4 separate regions of the Mus musculus genome follow, and regions 2, 3 and 4 are each linked to region 1. A link is a contact called in public Micro-C and promoter capture Hi-C data. All regions are on one chromosome and are shown on one strand. Each heading gives the region's core, a stretch centred on a gene start, on an enhancer-like site or on the middle of the called end of the contact. The rest is flanking DNA. Distances are from core to core; before and after follow the strand shown. Region 1 holds the start of Prkar2b (protein kinase, cAMP dependent regulatory, type II beta). Region 2 overlaps Gm33484 (a long non-coding RNA gene). Region 3 holds the start of Nampt (nicotinamide phosphoribosyltransferase). Region 4 holds the start of 4933406C10Rik (RIKEN cDNA 4933406C10 gene).

Region 1 (6,264 bases), core at 2,940-5,439:
CCCAGCCCCTGTCAACCCGCCCTTCTTTCTGTTTCTACAAATTTTGATGGTTTTATTTGCCTTGTGTTTGCAGACCCAAACAGTGTTATTTTCTTAGGATTGGCTTGTTCAACTTAATATAACATCTTTAAGCACATGCCAGAATTTTTTTTTCCTTTTAAGACAGTAAATTTAAAGCAGTTATTTTAATTTTATGGGATTCTCTTATTTTTCTGCTTATGAGATTTCCCCTACTCATTCATTTAACTATTATTTTGACGGGGATTTTAAAAAGGAGAGGTAAATGTGTGTCCAGTCTTTTCTTCAAAAGGAAACTCACATTCTATTTGTGAAACATGATGTTTAAGGACAGACTCTTGGATGCTTTTTGAAATCACCTTAACTTTTCAGGATCAACTGAAGAATAGAATTACAGAAGGAGTTAACAATTAGTCTGCTCAAAATAAGAGTCTTTTTGTTTGGTTTGGTTTGCTCGTTTGTTTTTTAAGACCGAATTGTAGACCATGCTGGCCTTGAACTCAGAGATCTGCCTGCCTCTGCCTCTGAAAGGCCTGCCCCAGAACAGCATTTCACCACCATCATCACCACCACACCTGCCCCAACACAGAAGTTCTTAGGCTCCACCTCCGTCTATTGAATCTGAAAGGGGGGCGTGTCCTGTAGCACCAGCATTTTAATCAGCCCCCTAGAAAATCGGTTCTTCTAGAACTTGAGAACCTCTAGTCTTCTAGACATAACCCTGTAGAACTGCATCTAGAGATTCAATATTTTACATTGATTAGTCCAAACTCTAGGATTTCCAGATTGTGAGATCACTTTTGGCAGACAATGTTGTGATTTGTGTATAACACCTTTTTTTTTTTTTAAGACAGGGTTTCTCTTTATAGACCTGGCTGTCCTGGAACTCACTTTGTAGACCAGGGTGGCCTCGAACTCAGAAATCTGCCTGCCTCTACCTCCCAAGTGCTGGGATTAAAGGCGTGCACCACCAACGCCCAGCAGTCTATAACACTTATAATCCACTGTTTTCAGTAGATAAGGCAGGCCATGTCAAGTATGTATATTGCTACATCTTCATCCTACATCCCAGTGGCTGCACTTACTGGACCACCACAGACAAGGTCAGATAGTCTACAAGATGGTCAAGACCGTCTAGGTGGGTTTGATTTCTTGAGAACCTTAATAGATCTAACAAAACCATAGTCATTGACAAAATACTGAAGGTATAAAACCAAAGCTTTGGGCAAGCACAGTTCCAATATGCATATTTTTATTTCTTTTAATTTTCCTTTCTCTATGAGTGCATTTCTGTTCCTTATACCAGAATTATTTGATCAAGATACACCTTAACTATTGATAAGAAATGCTAAGTGATTGATTGGCCATAGTTATTATTCTTCATTGTAAAGCTTGCCCAAACTATTGGCTTCCCTTTGATACTGCCTTGTTTTAAGTGGTTGCATTAAAGCGATTTGATATCTCTGTCCAATTTTTCCGTGCAGAAATAAACTTGGTAGCATTTTTATTGCATTTCAGTGCTGAGCATTTAAATCCTTTTGCAACTGCAGTTAGTCTGATCCTCTGAGAAACAAGTGCAAATTGCTTTGTAAATCAACAACCAAAGAATCAATAGCAATGATGTTCTTTAAAAGAATTCCAGATGAGTAGTCCCTATAAAACGCCGTCATTACACTCAAACATTCAAAAGCAAGTATCTTTAAAATGAAGGAAATCATAAAACATTGTCTCAAAGATTATGTGGCAGTGATTAAAAGCCCGAACAGGATTTGAGAAGTGAAAATTTGTTCTGAGAACAGTTCTAGTGTAGCATAACGGGAACATGAGAATGAAGCTTTTCCTTTTCAGGTCATGGTTATTGGCTTAAAACTTGATGCAAACAAAAATTACCAGAGTGATGATTGCCAAGATGGTTTAAATCCAACATATCTGCTCTTAGTATTATTCTCTTGGAAACCTCCCAGAACGAGAGACCAACAACAGGTCATTTAATCCAATTACTAATTTCATGCCCGAGTCACTTCTACAGCTCTAAAACAAGGGGAGCTCCTGGCATTGTGGCTAATGAAAGCGAGCCATCTAGCACACCCTGTATAAGAAATCTATGATGTTAAAAAAAAAAAAAAAAAACAAAAAAAAAAAACAAAAAAAAAAAAACCATGTTGGAGAACGATACTTAAAAATGTGGTTCCTTGCTTCCTCTGTTTTTGAGAAAGGTGTTGAACATCCACAGACTAATAATTGTCCCTATACTTGGTTTTCCTCCACCTCTAAGCATTTGCTTGTACATAACTGCTCAAAATAAAGAATATTTTCCCCAAATTTCTCCATTGTAGCATTTAATTGCTATTGCTGTGCAACAAACTACCAAAATTTCAAGGCTAACACATACCTCCTCCTGTTTTTAAGGGTTCACCAACTCCATGGATCAGAACTTTGGTCAGGCACCTACCAGAGGGCTAGAGTGACTTCTAAATGCACCACTGGCCAAAGCAGTCACAATCCCCCTTGCGTTGCACTCCGGGCTTAGGAATGGTAAAGTTGTTCTGTGGAAGAGCACATGGGCTGGGAGGTACCATTACTCACTTTCAGAAAATAAAATGTATGTGGTCAGAAGTTGTAGCCAAAAGAAAAGATGAGTGTTTGCTGCCGGAAGGAGGCTCCTTTCTCTTCCCCACTTTCCTGTTAGCTGACTTAGAGGAAATGACTGGAGGTGGAGGAGCCACAAAGCCAGAATTACACAGCAATGAGCTTGAATGAGCGAGGATTCTTGATCGACATTGAGGACCGCAACGATAAAATCCCATCTTAACTAGTATTCTTTGCATTTTCTGCTGAGCAGTAGGGAGAAACATGATAGAAATACATCTTAGATTATTGGATCTGCAAAACATTTCGGTAGAGAACTTGACTAATACTGTGTTCCATATGGCCTCATGTGAAGACCACATTTTTCTGAGTTTATTTCTTATACACCACACAATTACAATTTAGAAGTATGTTATTTTAAAAAAAACACACACCAGTATTATTATTATGAGGTTAAGAAACTGAACTTGAGAAATGAATTCCCTTATGAAAAAAAAAGATAAATAAACATTGTAAACAAATGGGTAAGAAGCAATTTTTAAAAAATAAAACGAAATGATATTTTTGATTTCTAGGTTTTGGGTTTCGTGAGTCACATATTTTCCTTATGTGTGGGCAGAAAGGTAAGTGAGAACAACTAAGGAAATAAAATAAAACTCAATAAATAAATAAAACTTAAGAATAAAATAAAACTCAAGTGAGTTTGCACTTGGACTGCTTTACAATGAAATGGGCATCGTAGAAAATAAAGTATGCATATTTATACAGCGTTTAATTTGGCAAAAGATAAATTTTTCTGTTTCAAAATTCTCAGAATAGGCTCGTTTTAAAGACAAGGGTTTTCTTTAAAAAGCACAAATGTGTAGTTCTCTTTTCCTTTTTATTGCTATATTCAAATTTTGGAGATTTAATTGAAGTGACGCAAAGTGTCAGGAAAGGTTTTAAAAATAAGCAACAAGAGGCTAATCAGGTAACACACCCTTAGTTGTCTGTCCAGCTGCCCTGACTACCCTGTATCCTGTCTTGAAGGATCAACTAACTTTGTTAAGTGCTACACAATAAATGCGGCCTTTGTCTCAGTAACCAGTAGGAAATGTACTAAGCAGAGTGTGGCAGAGCATCTGTAAGGCAAACCATCACAGCCACGAGGCTAAAAGGCGGAATTAAAGAAAATTTTGTGACAGACAAGTGGCAGCATCTCTTTTATCCAGAAGAGAACCAGTAGGGCTGTGCGACTAACAAAAGACACCACGCACGTTTCTCTTGGGGTTGGATTCTAGGAAAAGGAAAAGCCACCAAGGTGGAGGCTGAAGTTTCAGCAGGAATTGCGCCGCACCAACTCTGCGTGGGACAGGGAGAAAGGTGCGTGGGATTCGCTCAGGGAGCTCAGGTGGAGCGCGCGGCCTCAGCCCCACGCCCCAGGCTCAGGCTGCCTCCACCCTGGGGCCACTTGAGAGGCGGCAGTGCTCCCGCCCGCCGGGTTGCCATGGTTTCCGGGGATCACGTGGGCGCGCGGGCGGAGGCGGGGCGCCGGGCGGGGGGCGGCGCAGCGGCGGCGGGAGCAGGAGCGGGAGGAGCTGGAGATGCTGCCAACCCTCCCCGGGCTGTGCTCGCTCTGCTGCTGCCGCCGCACGGAGCAGCCTCGCCGGGGGCCCAGTGCGCCGCGCTCGCAGCCGGTAGCGCCCGGGGCGCTCGCTCGGGAGCCGCGCAGCCCGAGACCGGACCGCGGATAGGGGGCGAGGGCGGCGTCCAGGCGCCTCGGCGTGCACGGGCAGGATGAGCATCGAGATCCCCGCGGGGCTCACGGAGCTGCTGCAGGGCTTCACGGTGGAGGTGCTGAGGCACCAGCCCGCCGACCTGCTGGAGTTCGCGCTGCAGCACTTCACGCGGCTGCAGCAGGAGAACGAGCGCAAGGGCGCCGCGCGCTTCGGCCATGAGGGCAGGACCTGGGGGGACGCGGGCGCAGCCGCCGGGGGCGGCATCCCCAGTAAGGGTGTCAACTTCGCCGAGGAGCCCATGCGCTCCGACTCCGAGAACGGCGAGGAGGAGGAGGCCGCGGAAGCAGGGGCGTTCAACGGTGAGGACCGGCCCCCTCGCGCCCTGAGCCCCGGCCGCCGCGTCCGCCTCACTCTCGAACCCCGCCTCGCTCTTGAACCCCGGGCTGAGCTCCCCACCTTCCCCGTGCTCTCCACCTTCCCATTACGCCCACCCCCTCAGCACCCATTTCGGTCGCTCCCACTCGCCCACCTTCCTACTCAGCTCTCTTGTCATGCCCTCCCTTTCTCTGGAGGTGGGGAAAGGAGAGGTTGCGCTCCCGCTGCCCCTCTGTCACCTCTCTTTCCGGGGCGATTTAGGGTGGGCATCTTGCTGGATCGTTAACTTTCCCGTGGTTGGAGATGTCTCAGGCTCCGGGAGTACCATTGTGCATGAAGGGCGCTTGGCGGCCTCTTTTCAGCCCTTTAGATTTATTAATGGAGTGTTCTGGGAGAAAGGGCGAAGCATGTAGGACTCAGTGAGAAGAGTGTGAAATCGGACTCGCTGAGGTAAAACAAATTAACGATAATAGCTGTGACATTCTTGGAATACGAATAATTTATTTTCCAGTTTTTCCAATACCATGTGGTGGCGATATTTTTGGACATATAACAAAGGAGCATATTTAGCCTGATACCTAGGGGGTCTTTGGCATGAGGAAATAGGCCAATGATTTTCTTTCTTTAAAAAAAAAGATACAAAACATATATTGAATGATTTTGATGTTCTTTTTAAAGTGTGTGGAAAAAAAAATAACACCATGGGAAGTTCTAAGAGCTTTGTCAGTTGTCTTAATGAAAAGCCAGCCAGCATCTAAGGACCACGCCAGACACTGAAGCTAGAGAGAATGAATGGGAGAGAAAGGGATTGTTTTAAATAGCTGCTTTTGGCGAGTCCCACCCCTTATGCTTCCCACCTCTCCCTGACACACCAGACACACATGCGTGTTTACACAATATGACCAAACCCCAGGTTTTGCAGGAGCCCGGGCTGAAATGCCGTGGTGTGCAAATGGACAAGTATTTTCCTTGGTGGTGTGAGGCGAGCATGCATGCAGCTTTTATTTGTTGATGCTGCTGGTGTGGGATTTGTGTGTCCACAATGCCTTTCACACAGTGAAAACACTAAAGGGCCATTCACTTCATTTCCCTTACGCCCTCCTCCCAGGAAGATTTTCATTCCTTTGTAGAATTAATTATATGTTGAATGGGTTATAAAATTAATGCATTCTTAGCTTGTTTAAAACACACAAACCCTGGATGTTAGTGCTCTGTGAATGTGAAAGATTGCTATTTAGATTTTTAATTTGGGACATTTGGGTGCTTTGAGAATAGGGTAATCATAGTTTTAATTGTTCCCACACCAAATCAGATGCTTGTCTCACTAGGAAGGGGAACTAGACAGCATCTTACACAGATGGTATAGAAAGGACAGTGACGTCTAATACTTGTATGCACACACATTTGTGCACATGCTATGTGTCTGTGGCATGGGGATGCAAGCGCAGGCAAGCAATGCACAATGGAAAAGGGGACTAGTGTCCTGAATGGGAGGCACCAAGGAGAAGGGAGGCTTGGGAGAGCCTCTGTGCTCTTTGGAATACAGTATTAATACAGTCAAACC
Region 2 (6,063 bases), core at 1,345-3,844, 840 kb before region 1:
GGCTGTTTCACCCCTGGGCTGTGGCTGTGGGTGCTATAAGAGGGAGCCATGAGAAGCCAACCAGTAAACACCACTCCTCCAGAGCCTCTGCAGAGCTCCTGGCTCCAGGTTCCCACCCACCCTACATTCCTGCCCTGACTTCCTTCTATGCTAAACAGTGATGTGGAATTGTAAGAAAAATAAACTCTGCTGGTCATGGTGTTTCACATTAGTAATAGAAATCCTAAGACACCTTTACTTATATTCCTATATATTCATTTAAAATAACAAACACAGCAGGTGATAGCCAACTAGCTGAAACATTCAATATTACTATATCACTGTATGCTACACACACACACACATCTGACATTTTGTGCTTTCCATAGTGGCACAAAATTATGAACATTGTTGCTTTCTTATTATTCTTACAAAGAAACATCTCAGGCCTTAAATTCCAGTGTGACATGCATGGCTTTCTCACTTATCATGGCTGCTGTATGGAGCCATAATCAAACCAGCCTGATATGTCAACATTTGGTCCACAATGCTGTGTCCCTAAGGCATCCATCTGGTCCCAGGGATGGTGGGCTGATGATGGGTGGTGCATTTTGCTATATGGTGCCAGCTTCTTGTGTTCAAATGTGACAATTCACATTCATAACTGCCAACAGCATTTAGGAAACTATTTCCTTCTTCCACACTCCAAGAAATAAGTAAGTGGCTTTCTGGGTTTTGTCAACTATATAGGCAAAAGCAATCCTCTGAAACTGTGTACCGGGAATTTCGGTATCTTTGCTTATTCTAGTGTGCTATCTCAACCTTGTTAATATCTGCAAGGGTTTTTTTTTTTTTTTTTTTTGGATATTGATCTTAACCATACATTGAATTTTTTTTTTACTCTAGTATTTGTCCACTGATTTTGTTTAGGTTCTTGTTTGCCTCTGGCCCAGCTCCCATTTTCCATGTCTCTCCCCTAATCTCATCTCCTCTCTTTTTCTTTCCTTTCCACCTGCTTCAGTGTGGCCACTTTTCTTCCCCTTTGTTTTGTTCAGTCAGCTCTCGCTTCTCTCTGTCCTTACCTCCTCTTGTCTCTAGCTCCCTGTGTTGATTTTAAGTGCAGAGAGCCTGGCTTGTGTCATCTATACAGCTGTGAAAGACTAAAGGTGACTGGAGCAGACACAAAGAGGCACCAAATTCTCAATTCTCAGAACTGGGTTGAGACTTTGAGAAGGTTTCCTTTTTCATGGAGAACCACCCCTAGGCCTCCTGGAGAGCCTAATCCCATAGGTCTGGTGTAGGATGCAGATGGTGTGTGTGTGTGTGTGTGTGTGTGTGTGTGTGTGTGTGTGTGTGTGTGTGCAGGACATTCCAGTACAGTACACAGTTAAGACCAACAACCTGTAAATGAGGATTGGAATGGGGGAACTGGGCTGTTGATCCCCAGTGTCCGTACCTTGCTTAGAAGACTGAAATCCAGGTTGTTGAAGTCCCAGGTGACTTGCTCCAACAGCTGTACAGCTCAGCTCAGTGCAGGACAGTCTGAGTCTGCAGGTCCATCTGGGCAGGACCTGTTCAAAAGGCAGCACAGCTGAAGTACTCCAGGTGGCCAGAAGGTGGCAGTGTAGTCGTGTGATACTCAGGCGACCTGCTGGCCCGGAGGATGCTAAAGCCAGACTGGCAAACCGTGAGGTGGGAGGGATTCTCTGGCCCTCTGACGACCAAGTTCACCCAGCATCTATTGAAGTGAGCTATCTCATGTCAAATACTCTCATTTAATCTTCATGGAAGCCCCAAATAAGGCACATTATTTCTCATCTACCAAACGGGGAAGGTAATTTCTTTGTATTCAGCTACAGTTACTGTATGTACTGCTTCCTCCAGTGTCAGCATATTAACACAAGAGACACTCCATTCATTAGTTCATTCATGCTGATCATTCCTTCCCTGCCCTTCTGTCCTCTACCCCTTCCAGGGACAGCAACGATAACTGCGTTAACCAAGGAAACGCAACGTCCATAGTTGTTCGCACTTTAACAGGTCACTGAGGAAGCAAATAACGGTTGGATCATGATGACATAAAAGCCCTGAGGTGGCCTCTGACACACAGCTAGGACAAAGGTCACACTGAATATCTGTGGACCCAGTGCGGGACCTTACTTGGCTAATGTGACATTACTGGATGATCCCTCACAGCAGTTTTCCAGGGGACATGGCTCTACAGATTCTCACCGTCTCTATGGCTCCTTTTCCTTGCATCTATCTTCATGCTTCCCTTGGCCATCAAAGGGCTGTGCCAGGCTGGTGGCCACTGAGAGAGGAGGGCTTCCCAACTCATCTCCTTCCTCTAGCTCTGCCTCTCTCCTGGTGTCAGCATCATCATCACACAGGCCACAGTAGCCCAGGCTCTCACACCTACCTGTGCTAAGTCCATCCATCTGTCTATCCATCCACCTGTCTGTCCATTTGTCCATCCACCTGTTCATGTGTCCATTCTTTATCCACGCATCCATCGGCCCTCCATCCATCCACTCAGATGCTTCCAGCATCCAGCCAAGGCCTGAGTTTGCCAAGGCTAAATTTAACCCGCAGCTGCCTCATCAGATGCTGGATATTTTCAGTGAGGAGTCTCGGGCCGCTGAGCTGGAAGCCTCTGAGGGCTGCTGGCCAGAGCTTACACCCGTGCTTTGGGTTGAGCTCAGCATCCAGGCTGTTTCGAGAACTTGTCTCTTCCACTCTCTTCCTTTTAATTTTTAAAGAGATATTGTAATGCTATCATTTCCTCCTTTCCTTTCCTCCCTCTAAACCTTCTCATGAACCTCTCCCAAAGATGGAACGAGCAACAGCCGAGAGCCAAAGAGTCAAGTGACTTAGAGAAGCGGATTCTACCCCACCCCCACAGCACTGATGGTACCGGCACCCCTCACAGCCCGCAGAGCTAGACTTCAGGCGAGTCTCTGGTGGTTGTGATGCCTGAGGGACTAAGCTTTGTAAACCTGTCTTCTGCTATCCCATTGCTGGGACTAAACACCAAGTACTAACTAGGTTTAGGTATTTTATAGAGAGCCTTTTATTTAAGACATCAAAGATTGGACTCATCCCTCAGTCCCCTCACATCCACCCTGATGGAAACTGAGGCAAGATGAGAGCAAGTGACAGAAGGACAGCTCTACACTGTCACCTGCACACTGTCACCTGCACCCTGTCACCTCCACCCTGTCACCTCCACCCTGTCACCTGCATAGTCACCTGCACACTGTCACCTCCATACTGTCACCTGCACCCTGTCACTTGCACCCTGTCACCTACACCTTGTCACCTGCACACTGTCACCTGCACCCTGTCACCTGCACCCTGTCACTTGTACCCTGTCACCTGCACTCTGACACCTGTACTCTGTTACCTGCACACCGTCACTTGCACACTGTCACCTGCACACTGTCACCTGTACCCTGCCATCTCCACACTGTCACCTGCACCCTGTAACCTCCACACTGTCACCTGCAGCAGCCTGAGTTCTCTTTATAGACCACCACGGGGGGGGGGGGGGGAAACCCTGATCCTGGGCTGCCACCTGGGCAGGAATTTCAGGATGAGCCAATAGGAGACAGAGTTGGAATTTACTAAAAGCAAAAAGGAGGGCAGCTGGGGAGGAAACACAGGTGTGGGCTGCTCACAAAGGAGTCGGGTTTCAAGAGTCCTCCTGGTGACTATGTCTGGGTTCTGGAAGCGTCTGGGGTTCGCTGCTCAGCAGGTTCCTAAGGGACACTCCCCTCCCCTACCTCTCCACTCTTGAGATTAGAAGTTGGCACTGAAGGTGCCTTTGGTGGGATTGCAATCCAGTAAGGCGCCAGGAGGAGCCCCGTAGATTGCACAAAGGGTTTGTTTAGGACCCATCTTTTCCTGTTAAGTGTGGTTTCTGGTGAGAGCCTAGGAAACCACAGGTTTGCAGGTGAGGTTTGCAAGGCCTTAAATGGATGTCATTGGCTGTGTTGTCATCCTCGACTCTCAGCTGGTGAGAGGCTTCACCCAGCTTCTGAGCTGAAGGGCACCTTTCATGTCCACGTTCCTTAAGCTTCTGTCCTCCCTCAACAACACAGAAGTCTACCACTTCAGTGGCCAGAGATCCCACCGCTGTATAGAAAATAGGGCAGGAGGCGGGACTCATATGCAAGGTCTGTTGCATCATGGGGATAATGACATTAAACTAGTACTGTCCGTGTCTTCCAAAGTATAATTTGCTAATGTAGCAGATGGCTCCATCACAAGCTGTAATTTGTCCCCAAAGACTCCCAATGCATGTGGCTTCCTAGAGTCAGTAATTAGCCTTGGCAATTAAAGATTAAAATCAGCATAATGTTGTTTAACTATGCCCCCTAAGCAAGCCATAGCATTTGAAGAATTTCTAGGTATGGCAATATACATTTGAAAAACTGTTAACTAGATAGACTGATAATTTGAAAGTCAACTCAAGACCCACTCTGCAGATCTGTGTTTGTATACTCGCATTACTATCTCAGCTATTTTTTGCATGTATATGTGTATGATGTGGCTGTGTGTATGTTTCCAAATGTGGGTGTGAGTACATGCGTGCGTGCTGTTGAGTGTGCACTTGTGGGAGGGTGCACGTGGAGGCCAGAGACTGACAGAAGATGTCTTCAGTTGCTCACCACGTTATCTTTTGAGACATGGTCCCTCACTTGAATCCAGAGGTCATCAGTCCAGCTAGTGAAGCCAGCCAGCTTGCTCTGGGGACCTGGTCTTCACTCCATGAGTCATGGCATTACAAGGGTCAGCATGCCTACCTGGGGGATAGGGATGCGCAGGGTCTGAAAGCAGGCCCCTTACTCCCTGGGCCGTCTCTTTAGCCCATGTATCCCAAGTGTTCACCCTTACCTAATTTTATTACATTTTAAGATTTAATCTTATTAAAAATAAGATTTAATTTGTGGGAAGTGGGGACCGCTGGTTGTCTTTGCCACTGTTGGTCCCTGCTACTCCTTATGCTCAACTTTATCGTTGGTTCATATCTGTCACTCTTGTCACTTTGTATACAGAACGCATCTCAATTTTGTCTTTTAATGGATTAATCACACTTATATTCAATGAGTTATTACCTCTTTTTTTTTAAAGATTAATTATTTTATTTATTTATGTCCCAAATGTTGCCTTCCCTCATTGCCCACCTCCCAGAGCTCTTCACCACCCCCCTCCTCTTTGCCTCTGAGACGGTGCTGCCCCCTTCCCCTACCCCGGCAACCCCCTCTCCTACTTCTTCTTTTTTTTTTAACTTTATTTTTGTGTCTGTATATTAATAGAACAAAATAGTGGGCTTCACAATGTCATTTTGATACCTTCATTTCTTCCATTTTTGCTTGTCTTTTGAGACAAGATCTCTTTACATAGTTCTGGCTGTCCTGGCACTCACTTTGTAGACCAGGTTGGCCTTGAACTCAGATCAGCCTACTTCTGCTGCCTAAGTGCTAGGATTAAAGTGTGCACTGCTACCCCTGGTGTGTGTGCGTTTCTATACTTTGTTTGATTTTACTTTGCTTATGCCTCTTATCCTGTGTACTACTTTACATGGCTTGATCAAGTAGCCATTTATTCCCTTTCTTCCATTAATTTCCATGGCTTCAGTAGAGTATAACTGCTATAACATAAACAGCTGCTTAAAGTCTGTATACAGGGCTGGTGAGATGGCTCAGTCAGTAAAAGCGCTGGCCACACGAGCCCGGGAGCGTGGGTTTGATCCCGGGAACTGAAGGAGAGAACCAGCTTTGGAGATGTGCCTTCTGACCACGTGCGTGCCCCGGCACTGCGGTGTCTGAGTAGCCACATCCCCAGGCCCTGCTATGGAGCAGCAGCTTCCTCTGTGTAGCTCTGGCTGCACGTGACATCGCCCCTCCCCCCACCTCCGCCTCCTGAGTGCTGGCATTGCACTGCAGACCTTTATATCCAGCTTTACTTTCAATGTTGACATATTTTCCCAGGGTGTAAACAATATCTCTTCCTTCAGTACTTCAAATATTGCTTCATATTTTTCTTATTTGCATTACCTCCAATAATAACCAAAAAAAAAGG
Region 3 (6,232 bases), core at 3,077-5,576, 760 kb before region 1:
TTCGGCCTTTGAATCAAGCCTAGCTCTTCCAGCACCAAGTCGGCCTGCAGGCTGCCATGCTTCCCACCATGATAATGGACTGAATCTCTGAACTGTAAGCTACCCCAATTAAATGTTTTCGGAGAGTTGCCACAGTCACAGAGTCTCTTCACAGCAACTGAACTCTGACTAAGACAGGAAATTAGGTGTAATTTTCTCTAGTTGCTCCTTTAAGGTATTCCATAGGTTGACCTGAGATACTTTCTCAAGATCTTTCCTCATAAACTGATATCATATCACCAAAGGCAACTGGTACTCACTTGCCCACTTCTTCAGTTACACTTGTATTTTTAACTGGTAAGAAATAATTAAGAGCCAAAGTTTAAAATGCAATGGGCTAACATATTCAATGCCACAGAACAAGTTCCATCATATGGGCAACACCTACAGCAGAGTAGGCTCTACTATCCCCATCCTGGCTGACACCCTGCTTCACTACAGCTAATGCAATATATGGGGGAAAAAAGCAAAAGTTATCTGCTTCCCAGGAGTTTTTAAAATTTGTGAAGCCCTGGAAATTTGCTGCCACAGAAGATAATTTGTTGCAATTCAGCTCTGAAGCATAAACTGCTTGTAGGAGTTGGTTCTCTCCTTCCACCATTTGGGTCCCCGCCTGAGAGCAAGCACCTTTCTTTACCTGATGTTGCCAGCTTTACTGTCTTATTTCAACTGTCCAAGTTTCCCCTACAACTTATAAAACTTACTTGGAGAAATATATTTAAAATATCACCCTCTTCCTTAGGACAAGGTCTCATATAGCCCAGGCTACCCCATACTTCCTATGTAACCAAGGGTGCTAGGTCTACAGAGGTATGTCAATGACTGCTACATGCATGTGTTTTAAGGACAGGAGAAAAAAAAAAAAACAACAACAAAAGACCAAAACGCTGAGTCCTAGCACTGCCCCTCCTCAGTGGTAAGTGCTGGTGCCATGGACCCATGTCCCAAGCCTGTAGTGTTTACTCAGAAGCACGGAAGAGGAGATTACAAAAAATGGGAACCAGTGAGAGGAAAAGATTGGAAGTTCCAGTCAGAACCAACCTGGTCATATGATTCTCATCTCTCCAAATCTCTTCTGCAATAATTCTCAACTTCCTGTGTTCCTCAGCCATTGGCGAACACAATGTCTGCCGGTTTCATTGCCACAAGGAAGTTAGGCAGCTCTTGGAAGCGTCCCTAAAACCAACCTTTCTCCACCCTGGATTGTAACGCCATGTTGTTCCCTCTGGGTTCCTTCACTCCGTATAAAGGAATGACGGCAGAGTGCTGGGCCCTACGTCGAGGCCTAGGAAGCCTCTGAGAAGCAAGCTACCCTGGCGGCACATCTCTCAGTGGGGTGATGAGACCTGAACACTGCTGAAGGACTACTTTTGTGTATTCTGTCTTTTCCAGCCATAGCACAATGACAGTGTCTTCTGCTAATCTGCTAGAGATAAAATGTTGAAAAAAATGTTAAAACTATTCTCTGCTGTAGGCGCTTATTCAGGAAAAAAAGTATACAGTTTTGTGGAATCCAAAAGAAAATCATCTTTGACTGCTTTCTGGTTATTTCTGATTATCCCAGAGGTAAGTTCAAAGGAAAAACCACGTCTCCTTTACAGGAAAGTCCCGAATGCAATCCAACCACCGAAATGGCTGGAGTGGCTCACACCCATTCTCCCTAGCTGGGTTAGTGCAATGTCACTAAAGCTGGGTAGGAGATGTGCCCTAAGCAATTCTGAAAATATAAATGATTGAAGCCGTAAGAGCAGGCCCTTTTTATTTGGAAAATAAACTCAAGATGAAACTGAAGAGCTGCATCTGCCTGTGTTCTCAGGTCCTTATTACACACAATGAAATACGAGATCCCAGAAATGGAAGTGTGCTTCAAATGCCCCTGCACTAGCCCCGAGTGTCCTGCCCTTTCTTAAGGACACTGTGAAAATGTATCCCACATGTTGCTATATGCTTGGCCACCGCCTTCTCTGCTGTGTAGTTTAGGAAACCATTTCCCTTTAATTTTAGAAGAATCTCTTCATCCTCCAGCCACTCTCTTCTAAACAGCCACGAATTTTTGAGATCTGACAAGAATATATAATTGCCAAATGAAAGAATTTTCATTACTTGTAATATCGTGCTTAGCACTCTTGCTACCTCTCTACCTAGGATTAAAAAGACAAGAAGGATAAATACTTTAATATTAGCCCCCTGAGACCACCGGTCAGGAATAAAATTTATTATATGCAAATAAAATTCCCTCAGCTAAGCAGGACTTGCTAGGACATTAGAAAGCTTTAAGATTACTTCTTAACTAAACACATCTCCAAAACACCACTGTGACCTGCAGCAGTGTCACACTTGGCACTCACAATGGCGGGAGGAGCTACTGCTTTCTTTTTGATAAACCCTGTAGTTCCAGCTGCTCCTTCTCTGCTATGTAGAGCAGACTAGCCTGGACCTCACAGAAGCCTGCCTCTCTGGTTTCTGAGTGTTGGGATTAAAATAATTATGTGCCCTCCTAAGCCTGGACTTTTAAGTCTGTTTATATTTCCCTTTACGTTCAATCGTTTACACATAATACAGTAAAATATCTGAAAATTATCTTGGGATATTTACTGATATTTTACTTTTACAAAATGAGGCTTTTCTAAAATCACTAAGAATACCCAAAACACTTCAACTGAACTACATCATGCAGAGATTTTAGAGCCTCCAGTACCACAACAGAAATGGTAATAATCTTGAAAAGGTGATTTCCACTTTAAAATCCCATCTGAAGTAGGATGTGGAGGCACACACCTTTAATTCCATGACTTAGGAGGCAGAGGCAGGCAGCTCTCTGAGTTCAAGGCCAGCCTGGTCTACAAGGCAGGTTCTAGGACAGCCAGGGCTGCTACACAGAAACTCTGCCTCAAAAAACTAAAATGAAGTAAAATGAAATTCCATGCGAAAGACCACCTGTTGATAAATCTTGGACCCTTTAAAATGAAAAATTACTTACTTACAATAGTTTACCAAAAAAAAAAAAAAAAAAAAAAAAAGGACAAACTAGTATGTAAGCAAATGGGACTCTGAAACATTCAGATTACAGGGCTACAAAAAGTAAAAAGCAAAGAACCAAAACAAAACCACGAGAGTACTACGCCTAAATCGCTACTCAAAACCATCACGATGTTCAAGTAAATACTAAACTTGAAAGCTAAAATTTAATCTGTTCTCGCGAGGGTCCTACTAGTCTGACATTTTATCTTTTAAGCGTCTTGGCTAACAAACTTAACTGAAGATCAGTGCAGTTCATTTCACAGTGTGTATGGGGGGGGGGGGCGGGCGGGCATTTCTTCATCATTCCTCTCTTGGCTAAGGTGCATATCAAATGGAATTAGTGCAAGAGTCAACTCAATAGGCACCTTAAAGCAATGTGCCATTTTACTCTCCCCACAAATTCTCCAGGGTTATAACTCCAGTTCCTTTAACTCTTGGTGTTTCACTTTCCATTTCACAGAAATCACGTAGTTGATCCTGGAGAGCCAGAGCACACTGGCCTCTGCAACCAGGGGGCAGGCACGTGAATGATCCCTAGGTGCAAGGGAGTTGGAAATGCAACCCCACCGAGTGGGACAGCTGAATCAGACGCGGCTCCCGGGGCCGGGTTATCCTCCGCGCTGGGACCACTGGCTGGGTGAGGGGCACACCGCCAGGACCTCTCCCCGAGCTCCCCGGGGCAGGACCGTACCTGCCGAGCCAGGGGCTGTTACCTAACCGGCCCGATCGTCCCACGGTCTCATCCAGTCCTCCCTGTCCCAGAGCCAAGGCCGCCGGCGGCTACGGTAGCTGCAGCGTGCGCCCATCCCGCCGAGCCTCCGGCCGCGCCCCCGCCGCGGCGTAGGCCCCGCCTCCGGCCCGCGCCTCCATCCTTCAGCCACCGCGTTGCGGCTCCTCCACCTGCCCCATCCCGCCGCGCCGGCTCCCGCCGCCCCGGGCCCGGAGACCCCCCCCCCCCCCCATCGCAACTCCACCTTGTACGAGTCGGTGGCCAGCAGGATGTTGAACTCGGCTTCTGCCGCAGCATTCATCTCGGGCCGGAGCGGAGACGCCGCGCCACGAGCTGCCCGGCGCGGCTGCGAGCAAGGAGAAAAATGGGCTTCGCTGCGCTCCGTTGCTTAAGTCACCGCTCGCTCGCAGGGGGGCGGGAGAGCAGGGAACGGAGCGCGGGGAGGGGCCGGGAGGGCGGGCAGGTCCGTGACGCGGCGGTGGAGGCTAGCGCGCTCCCCTGCCCAGCGCGCTCCGGCGGCTTTCCCGGCGGCTCCGCGCCCCGCCCATCCCGGGGACAAGGGGCGGGGCACGGCTGCGCGTGCGCAGCGCAGGGGCGGGGGGGACTGAGGAGGACGTGAGGCACGCGCTCTGCCTCAGCTGCGCCCGCCCCGGGCCTAAAGCCGACCGTCACCCCAGCGCGTGACCTGGGCGCCTGCCTCTGAGGGGCGTGGTCTGATGCAGGGGCGTGGCTTGGCGTTCCCAGCCTCGCCCCTCCTGCCGGGAGTCTCTTTGCCCGCCCCAACCCGGACCTTCCTCTTGTCCTACCCAGTCCCTGCTCGTCCTGAGAGTCTTGTTGGAGTCACGCCACCAGCTAAGGCCAAGGAGCCACCCACTGTCGTCTCCCTGTTCCCGCACGCGCTGAATTACCTTTGTCTCCCGCTTGGACGATGGATGGAATCTTTGGTCCCCATCCGTCTTGTGGATTCCGATCCTCTAGATTTTCCTTTAAAATCAGAGGAGCTGCTTGCGGTCTGAGTTGCCCTGGCGCGTGGACTTGCTTTTCTCCGCGCTCAGTCTGTAGCTGAGCTCTTTGATCCTTTGAAGGCTGACTTTTCCTGGAGAAAAGCCTTTGCGTCTTAGGGAAAGGTTAAATTCAACCCTCTCAGACAATGTAGGGACAAGACCAAATTGAATCTAATATTGTTGGGAAGTAAAAGGCATACAGCCAAGTCTTATACAGTGGATCTGTTTTTTGGTTTTTTGTTTTCCTTTAAATCATTAAATCGTGGGGGAAAGAGCTAGTAACCTCCCAAATAAGCGAAGTGACGTCTGATGACGTCACCCAACTTCCATGAGCCTGTCCTCTTGTTCAGTTTTCACATACAGAGTTGCAAATTTGTTTTGCATAGAACTAAAATTCCCTTTGCATGTTTAATAGCATTTAAGAATTCTAAGATTTAGGCTTTGTTGTTGTTTTGTTTTTATGGAATACAAGTAGCAGGGGGAAATCGGTATAACTAAACTGGCACAGACTGCATCAAGTTAGTAGCTTCCTTTTGCCTTTGACTTCTCAACAATGTTAGATTCAGTTTGGTCTTGTCCCTTCATCGTCTGAGAGGGTTCAATTTAACCTTCCCCTTAAGACACAAAGGACTGTTGAGACTTTTCTCCAGGAAAAGTCAAACAGCTTTCAAAGGATCCAAGAGCTCAGCTACAGCATCCATTCATCTACAATTGACCGCCATTTTAGGCTGTTTTATGCGGGGGGTGGGGGGTGGGTGGGGGGTGGAGGTGGGGGTGGGGATAAGATTCTAATTACAAAGTAGTCTTTGTTCACGGTAGTGTTTTCTAAAAACAAAATTTGATCTTGCAATCTTTCAGTTTTTTTCCCTGTATAAAAATGAAAAAGCCCAAAATGTAAAAATGCTAACATTGTAAGCATACTGACATTGCTAGATAAGTTCAAGAGTAGGGTCTGCAGGAATATTACTGGCTTAATCCCACAGCAATCTTTAGAGGAAAAGGTGACTATTGAAGTTCTTAGAGTTCTTAAAAGCCCCTCTCCCGCAAAGGGCTATATGCTAGTGTGGACTGACTAGAAGGAAGCAGATCAACTTTTAAGAGTTGGGGTCTCAGATATAGCTGTCTCTTGTGAGACTATGCCGGGGCCTAGCAAACACAGAAGTGGATGCTCACAGTCAGCTATTGGATGGGTCACACGGCCCCCAATGGAGGAGCTAGAGAAATTACCCAAGGAGCTAAAGGGAACTGCAACCCTATAGGTGGAACAACAATATGAACTAAGCAGTACCCCGGAGCTCTTGTGTCTAGCTGCATATGTATCAAAAGATGGCCTAGTCGGCCATCACTGCAAAGAGAGGCCCATTGGACTTGCAAACTTTATATGCTGTGTGTCTCACTCATTCCCCTCTCTGTATACTAGCTCTGGTTCTCAAGGCCT
Region 4 (6,324 bases), core at 3,568-6,067, 890 kb before region 1:
TACATCCAGAGTCATGGTACTATTTCCTATTTATACAGCTTACTCCTCAGAATTCTACAGGAAAGTACTGGAATTAATCTAATTTATGAGTGCCAAAACAAAGCACTTCTAGTTGTAGGATCTTCACTGTTATTCAGTGTCATCATTAAACCAAAGTTATCTATATACATTTCTTTATGTTTAATCTCTCGTTTTCAAAGTTAAGCAGTCAAAATATTTAGAAATAGACCTGAAAATATACTGCAAGTGAATGTTCTTATAAAAAAAAACACATTTATTGTTTTTACTAAGTTAAACACTGAGAACACCGACACTTCAAGTTACTCTCATGAAATGAGTAATAAATCAGAATCAAAATGCTTATTTAAACTCTCTGTACTTCTGCAGTACAACCACACAAACTTCTGCTAACAGTCCCATAACCCTCAGGATTTAGATTCCTGAGCCATAGCTGAGAGAGCTAGAAGTCTTTTCTGATTAAGAATGATTAAGAAGAGATCATTATGCTGAAAGCATTTGTCATCTTTATTCTTAAAACATGTTTGGTTGAGTTCAGCGTTATATATTCCAAGGACTATAGATATATTTGCTTTAAAATCATTTTCAGGGCCAGTGCCTCAGCTGCTGGCCACTAAGTCTCATGACCTGAATTGGATCACTAGGTCCCGCATGGTAGGAGGAGAACCAACCCCAGCAAGTGATCCTCTGAGCACATGTGATAATAATAATGAAAAAATCCAGACTTTTCAATTATTTTCATGATCTTTAGAGTAAATAAGCACCATTGTTGCTGATCTGGCTGGCTTGTCATGAATAAGTTATAGTATGGAGCACTGATAAAATTTGTGTTTTTAAATAAAAAAGAATGGTTTTCTCCATATGTTTCAGGGTATTTGATAAAGGTTCAATTTGTCTCTTCTCCAGAAGGGAGACTGGTCCAGGTCTTCCTTGTTAGGTAGCTCTATCTTTTCTTAAGTGTGAGTGTGTGCGAACACACACACACACACACAAGATTGCACTAACCTGTGCATACCCGTAATGGAGCCAGAGGCCAATCCAATGAATGTGAGGTATCTTTCCTGTATTGCTCTCTACCTGATTCTCTGATTTCAGGGTTTCTGACTGAACCTGAAGCTTATTATTTCTGCTTGACTGGCTGGCCAGGAGCCCCAGGGATCCACCTATCTCCATCTGACAGTACAGAGGTTACAGATGTGTACCCACTGGGGATCCAAACTCAGGTTTCTGCAGCAAGCACTTTACCCACTGAGCCATTTCCCCAGTCTCTCTGTTTACCTTTTGAAGTACTCATATCTAACTAGGGCATATACCCAGAGGTTTTGTTGAGGTGTCTACTCTATTCTGTTTTTCATTGCCAACGTTTTTCTTATAGTAAAACATTAATCTCAGCCTGCAGACCCCTGAGAGCTCCCAAGACGTTCCCAGGCACCTAGAAAGGTAAAAACTCTTTTGGTAAAAACACTAAAACATTATTATTTTGAGTATATTGACACTTGCACTGATTGAAGTCTAAAGCTGCTGGGCTTTAATAAAAATCAGCAGTTTTACCAAAGTGTATCCACTACCACACACACTAGCAGTTTGGAAAAGATTGACTTAAGAATATGTTTGACAGCTGGGCAATGGTGGCACACACCTTTGATCCTAGCCCTTGGGAGACTGGGGCAGGTGAGTCTCTGAGTTGGAGGCCAGCCTAATTTACAGAGTGAGCTCCAGGACAGTTAGTACTACACAGAGAAACCCGGTCTCAAAAAAACAAAATTGAAGAAAAAAACAAGTGTTTGATGAAGCAGTACAAATTAGTTTAACAGAAGTGGGAAACACAGGGGGTTTTGTTGCATATCAAGTTATAATGGCTGGTTCTAGAGAAAGTATTTAAACAAATGAGCTGTAAACTGAAACTAGTTTTCATTTTTCTTTGTAATACCACCACCTTTCTCTGATGGTCAACCTTCACTGAGTTCCTTCCCTTACCGGATATCTACCCACTTAGCCTACATTAATTAATACAGTTTCTGATTTTACTGAGACTGTTCTTGCTAGTGCCGTCAACGGTCTGATTACTAAGAGCAAGGGGCATGCTTTGGCTCTTACTTTAAGTACGTTCTCCATAGCACCTGACATTATTGAACGTTCTTTACTTGAAACTCTTAACAGCAATAAAGATGTTTCTCTCTACCTTCCTAACTATTCCTTTCTTCTTAGCTGGCAAGCTGAGTCTTTAGTCTCTACCAGCATTTAAAAACTGTTAGGTTCATATCTACCAGGGCCTATAGGAGACTGACACTTAAACTATGTGAAGGGATTATCTACAACATATCCTTAAAAACAATTCAAATACTTTTCTGCCACAGACAATAAGGCCATCACCAACCCAAGTCACAAATAGAATCATCATCATAAAACAGTTTAATTTCTAGTCATCTCCATCCTTACTACAATTAATTTTAGGTACGAATAATTTCTAAAGCAGCAGGTTTCTCTCCACGTTGGGCTATTTTTATACTGTTAACAACTAAAATTTTCTAAACAGGCAAATCCAAGGATTGACTCGGAATCTGAGCTTAACTGGAAACTACCTAAATACGACCTGATATTCTATAGCTTGTACACATAGGACCAGTTTTTCATGACTACCCTCAGAAGGAACAAGGGCTTTGAACTTGTTATAATCATTTAGAACCATACTTTTGCCCAGTATGTTCATCCAAGCAAAAACCTACTTACATAGGCTGCTTCAACTTTTCCTCCCACTAACAGGACTCTATTTGCCTAGAAAGCCAATCCCTAGCTCACTAGTACTCACTCTTCAAATATTCTTCCATCTATAAAGTCTTCCCCAATGATGCTTTCCTGTCTAACCTACTACTTTACAAGTATCTCTAACACACAATTTACCATATGGCATTTTTATAGTCTCCATTACATCCTTGAATGATCATGAGAAAAAGAGTTTGATTCACATCTGTAAGCTGGCATTTAGCACAGTGCTGGTATATGCTACCTACTCAAATATTTGTTGGGTAAATACTCACTACACCATTAACACTCTATAGTCTTACTACAAACTTACTGCCTGTGTAATAAAAGGTTTTCAAACTCAAAGTATTATTTTAAGAAACTTAAAGATAATTTCAGCACACAACAAAATTACTCCTACTTTAAAATATTCAAGAAAAGATATAAGCTGCCTCTTACTTAAGTGAAAATCTAAATTATTAAACTGAATTGTAACATTCAATGAGACTAAATGTAAGGTTCATTCTTAACACACATTTCTTTGATTTCTCCCCTATGACTTTTGGAATTAAAATAACAACCTTCTTCTAAACTTAGGGTTGCACAGAAAGTCACGTGTCTTTTGCCAGTTGCAAGAGCAGCATTTCAGTTTTCACAAAATTGAAGGCATAAAGTGTAAATACAAAAATCAGAGCGAGCAGTCATCAGTCATCGGAGAACTTCAAGCTCTTCGTTAAAACACACGCACGAAACCGGAGAGTTCTTATTTTTCACCCTCAACATGAACTGTGAAGGAATTAAACGTTATCGGCTACGAAACACTACCTGACTGCACACGGGGCAAATAAATGCCAAGTGCTTACATTAACTCTTCAAGTCAGCACCCAACTATAGTGGGCCGCTAAGTTTGAAGGAAAATCGCAGAGCTTGATAAACTAGCTGCACGTGACAAGGTCTAACTTGTAAGTCTCCTTTGATGTTAATGATTGCTTGGCAGGAAAGGGCAGAAAGCTGACTTTCCAAGCAGGATGTTGCTATAAACAATCTCGACGTCCAGGCCAGGCGTTAAATGGGCCGACAATTTAATGCGTCGGGGCAAGGGCTTTGCCTCGGCTTCTCTGACACACACTATTTTTAACAGGAGCCCATACCCGCCGCCAGCGAAGGGCGCAACCCAGGTCTAGCCTCGCCCGCGGAAGCCGCGGGCCTCCGGGCGGTCGGTATCAGTTGGACCGCAGCAGGAAATCCTGTCTTCCTTTGCGGATGGCAGTGGAGCCTGAGAAAAAAAAGCGAGCGAGCTTCCACGCCTCCGCGGCTAGGGGCGGCCGGGAGAAGCCGCCCACACCGGCGACTCGACTCGACGCCGGCCGCCATCTCCGCCCCGCGGCCTTCGAGCGTGGGGGACTCCCTCACGACCGCGTCCCCGCCTCCCGGCAAGGCGCCCCGCGCTGGACCGGGCGAGGTCGGCGTCGCAAGCTGCACTCACCCACTCGAGGATCTTGATGAAGCCGAGCGGCTCCTTGAGCGGGTTGAGGTTGATCTGGAAGGCGGACATCCTCTGAGGGAAAGGAGGGAAGAGAGTCAGGACGCGGGGCGGAGGAGGGGAGCGGCGAGACCGGAGCGACTCCGCGGCGAGAGCGGGAGGCGGAGCCGGCGGGGCTGGGGGCGGGGCCGGAGGGGTGGGGACGAAGGGGCATCGGGGCGGGACGGCCTGGCCTTTAAGGCGGGGCCGGGCGGCCGTTGAGTCCGCGCCCAGGAGACAGAGAGGGCGAGCCGAGACCAGGCCGAGGAGGGACTGGGAAGGGCTGGCTCCTCCCCCGGCCGCACCTGACTCAGCCGGCTGAACCGCTGACGAACCATGTTGGCTTTGGAAGCCATGCGTGTGCCGCGCCCCCTTCCCCAAAGCCTAGCTCTGTCTCTAACGCGCACGCGCGCTCCCTAGGCCCCAGACTCTTTTCCGGCCTTTGCGAGCGCGCGACGGGGGTGGGTGGGGTCGGGGGACAGCTGCGCCTGCGCAGCACGGCCCTCCACCTCGGTGGCGTTCTGGTTGCTATGCCCTTTTGTGGCTGTGACTGCCCGCCCTCACAACGGCCCGTTTTCTTCCCAGTGCTCTGAACTTTTGGGCAAATGTGTCAAGTGTGTACACAGACAAAGCCTCACTTCAAAGCTCGTGTTCAGGGCCCTTAAAGTCATAGTTATTGCAAAACTGCGGCCGTCTGGCGAACCTGCCTTATGTAAGGGTGCTTGAACGTATGATTCACCAAACATTTCCGCAGACATCGCAAAGTTGTTGGAGCCAGAGTAGGAGAAAGACCACCCATTTGAGATCATGGCTTGACAGGTCTCACAGGACAACTCATCTCTCCACCTCTATCCCCGTTTGGCGAGGCCTGTATTTCGTGCCGTTTTTTTTTGGGGGGGGGCGGGGGAGTGGGGGGGGGTCAAGTTAACTCATCTTTCATGATTTGTCTTAGGGAACACTCCCTCCTGCCACCAGAATGGGACCAATCTAGACATCTCTTCTCTGGCTTCCTTGTGCCTGGCCTTTTTTGGAGGGTTGGGATAGTGGCCTGTCTTCATGCATGGTGAGATAACACCAACATCGAAGGAAGATCTTTGCCACAGAGGATCCTAGTTCCAGCTCCCAGGTACTTATTTATATTTCCTAAATGTCAGTGGAGTATTCCATTAGAACTGACCACTACCCATGAACAGTTACTACCAAGCTAACACTTCCTCCTTCCTTCACTCTTATTTCCGTGTATTCCACTCAGCATTTCTCTTTAAGTCTTAAAAAAAAAAAGTTATTTTCTGCTGAGACCTGTTGGATAGGAACCCACAAGTAAATCACTTAGCTGTGCTTCAAAGGAAAAAGTATTCAAAGTAGAATTATACAAAATAGCCAAAAATATATTCAATGTAATTTCAAAATGAAATAGATGCTAACAGGATGGGATAATGCTCATCTTGCAACTTTATAGAGCTGAGAGGTCTGAAACAATTTGTACTCCCATGGTTTGTTCCTGTAGTCCTGTCACCAGGCAGCTGGCTGAGGTTTGCTTGACTGCACAGTTGGATAGGAATTGTGGGAAGGATAGGCAGGGGAAGCAAGTGAGGAGCTGGTCTCTTGTAGCCTTCATTTCTGTCAGGCAGCAGTGAGTGGTGGCTGAATCCCGACAGAAGCAGCAGCAAGTGGCACCCTCTAGTGTTGCAGCCCTCATAACTCAACCTTACAAATGTTCCGGTTTGTAAGTCTAGAACACTGGGGTTCCTCAACCCTTGGCAGCTCTTGGCCCAGGATGAGACCTTTGGCCCTGAAGGCTTAACAGCTATCTGGAGCTCTTGTGGTGCCAGGGCCTGCCCTTGCTCTTCTCTGGCTGATTATAAGGTTTTATCCGTTAGTCTTGGCTCTCTACCTCAGCTGCTAGGACTGTTCACTTCTGCCGCCTTAGACACAGGGTACCTGCTACTTCTGTGTGTGCCATTTTGCCGCCACTGCTTTCCAGTCTCTGCTGCTTTCTGTTCTGTGTCATCTTATCCTGCACTACTAAAAGTAGGCAAGAC

The links. Promoter capture Hi-C pulls out the DNA fragments that hold promoters and counts their contacts. A called contact is a pair of places that touch in the nucleus more often than the background predicts.
Region 2: a contact with region 1 is called in a promoter capture Hi-C map of hippocampal neurons, with 5 times the contacts expected there. The contact joins the enhancer-like site here to the promoter of Prkar2b in region 1. A contact is called at or near these places in 2 of 39 promoter capture datasets (3T3-L1-derived adipocytes and hippocampal neurons) and 4 of 115 datasets of contacts at active chromatin or transcription factors (astrocytes, bone marrow-derived macrophages, large pre-B cells and 1 more).
Region 3: a Micro-C map of embryonic stem cells shows a contact between it and region 1, with 3 times the contacts expected there. The contact joins the promoter of Nampt here to the promoter of Prkar2b in region 1. A contact is called at or near these places in 8 of 39 promoter capture datasets (the 3T3-L1 cell line, cranial neural crest, embryonic stem cells and 5 more), 2 of 484 Hi-C or Micro-C datasets (both in embryonic stem cells), 4 of 115 datasets of contacts at active chromatin or transcription factors (astrocytes, embryonic stem cells and forebrain) and 1 of 9 other capture datasets (adipose tissue).
Region 4: a Micro-C map of embryonic stem cells shows a contact between it and region 1, with 9 times the contacts expected there. The contact joins the promoter of 4933406C10Rik here to the promoter of Prkar2b in region 1. A contact is called at or near these places in 2 of 484 Hi-C or Micro-C datasets (both in embryonic stem cells), 1 of 115 datasets of contacts at active chromatin or transcription factors (astrocytes) and 1 of 9 other capture datasets (adipose tissue).

The regions. Positions count from the first base shown.
Region 1 is chr12:32,059,202-32,065,465 of GRCm38.p6, reverse strand. It overlaps Prkar2b (protein kinase, cAMP dependent regulatory, type II beta), which reads left to right and starts at 4,189. Exons shown (of 11, transcript NM_011158.4): 1 at 4,189-4,684. The coding sequence starts at 4,384. It overlaps Gm51992 (a long non-coding RNA gene), which reads left to right and starts at 923. Exons shown (of 3, transcript XR_003950224.1): 1 at 923-1,156; 2 at 2,428-2,553; 3 at 3,183-3,247.
Region 2 is chr12:32,893,207-32,899,269 of GRCm38.p6, reverse strand. All of the region lies in intron 2 of Gm33484 (a long non-coding RNA gene), which reads left to right. Among named protein-coding and RNA genes, the nearest start is that of Gm33484, 13 kb to the left of the region's middle. Within about 2 kb of position 2,594, at least 37 of the 459 cell types and tissues checked have an H3K27ac peak or open chromatin away from gene starts, as enhancers often do. A contact at or near this core is called in hippocampal neurons, where this site is marked.
Region 3 is chr12:32,818,429-32,824,660 of GRCm38.p6, reverse strand. It overlaps Nampt (nicotinamide phosphoribosyltransferase), which reads right to left and starts at 4,326. Exons shown (of 11, transcript NM_021524.2): 1 at 4,035-4,326. The coding sequence starts at 4,091. Gdap10 (ganglioside-induced differentiation-associated-protein 10) reads right to left here and starts at 545. Exons shown (of 1, transcript NR_045032.2): 1 at 1-545.
Region 4 is chr12:32,952,282-32,958,605 of GRCm38.p6, reverse strand. 4933406C10Rik (RIKEN cDNA 4933406C10 gene) reads left to right here and starts at 4,817. Exons shown (of 6, transcript NR_044986.1): 1 at 4,817-5,101; 2 at 5,235-5,408. Sypl (synaptophysin-like protein) reads right to left here and starts at 4,420. Exons shown (of 5, transcript NM_198710.3): 1 at 4,247-4,420. The coding sequence starts at 4,315.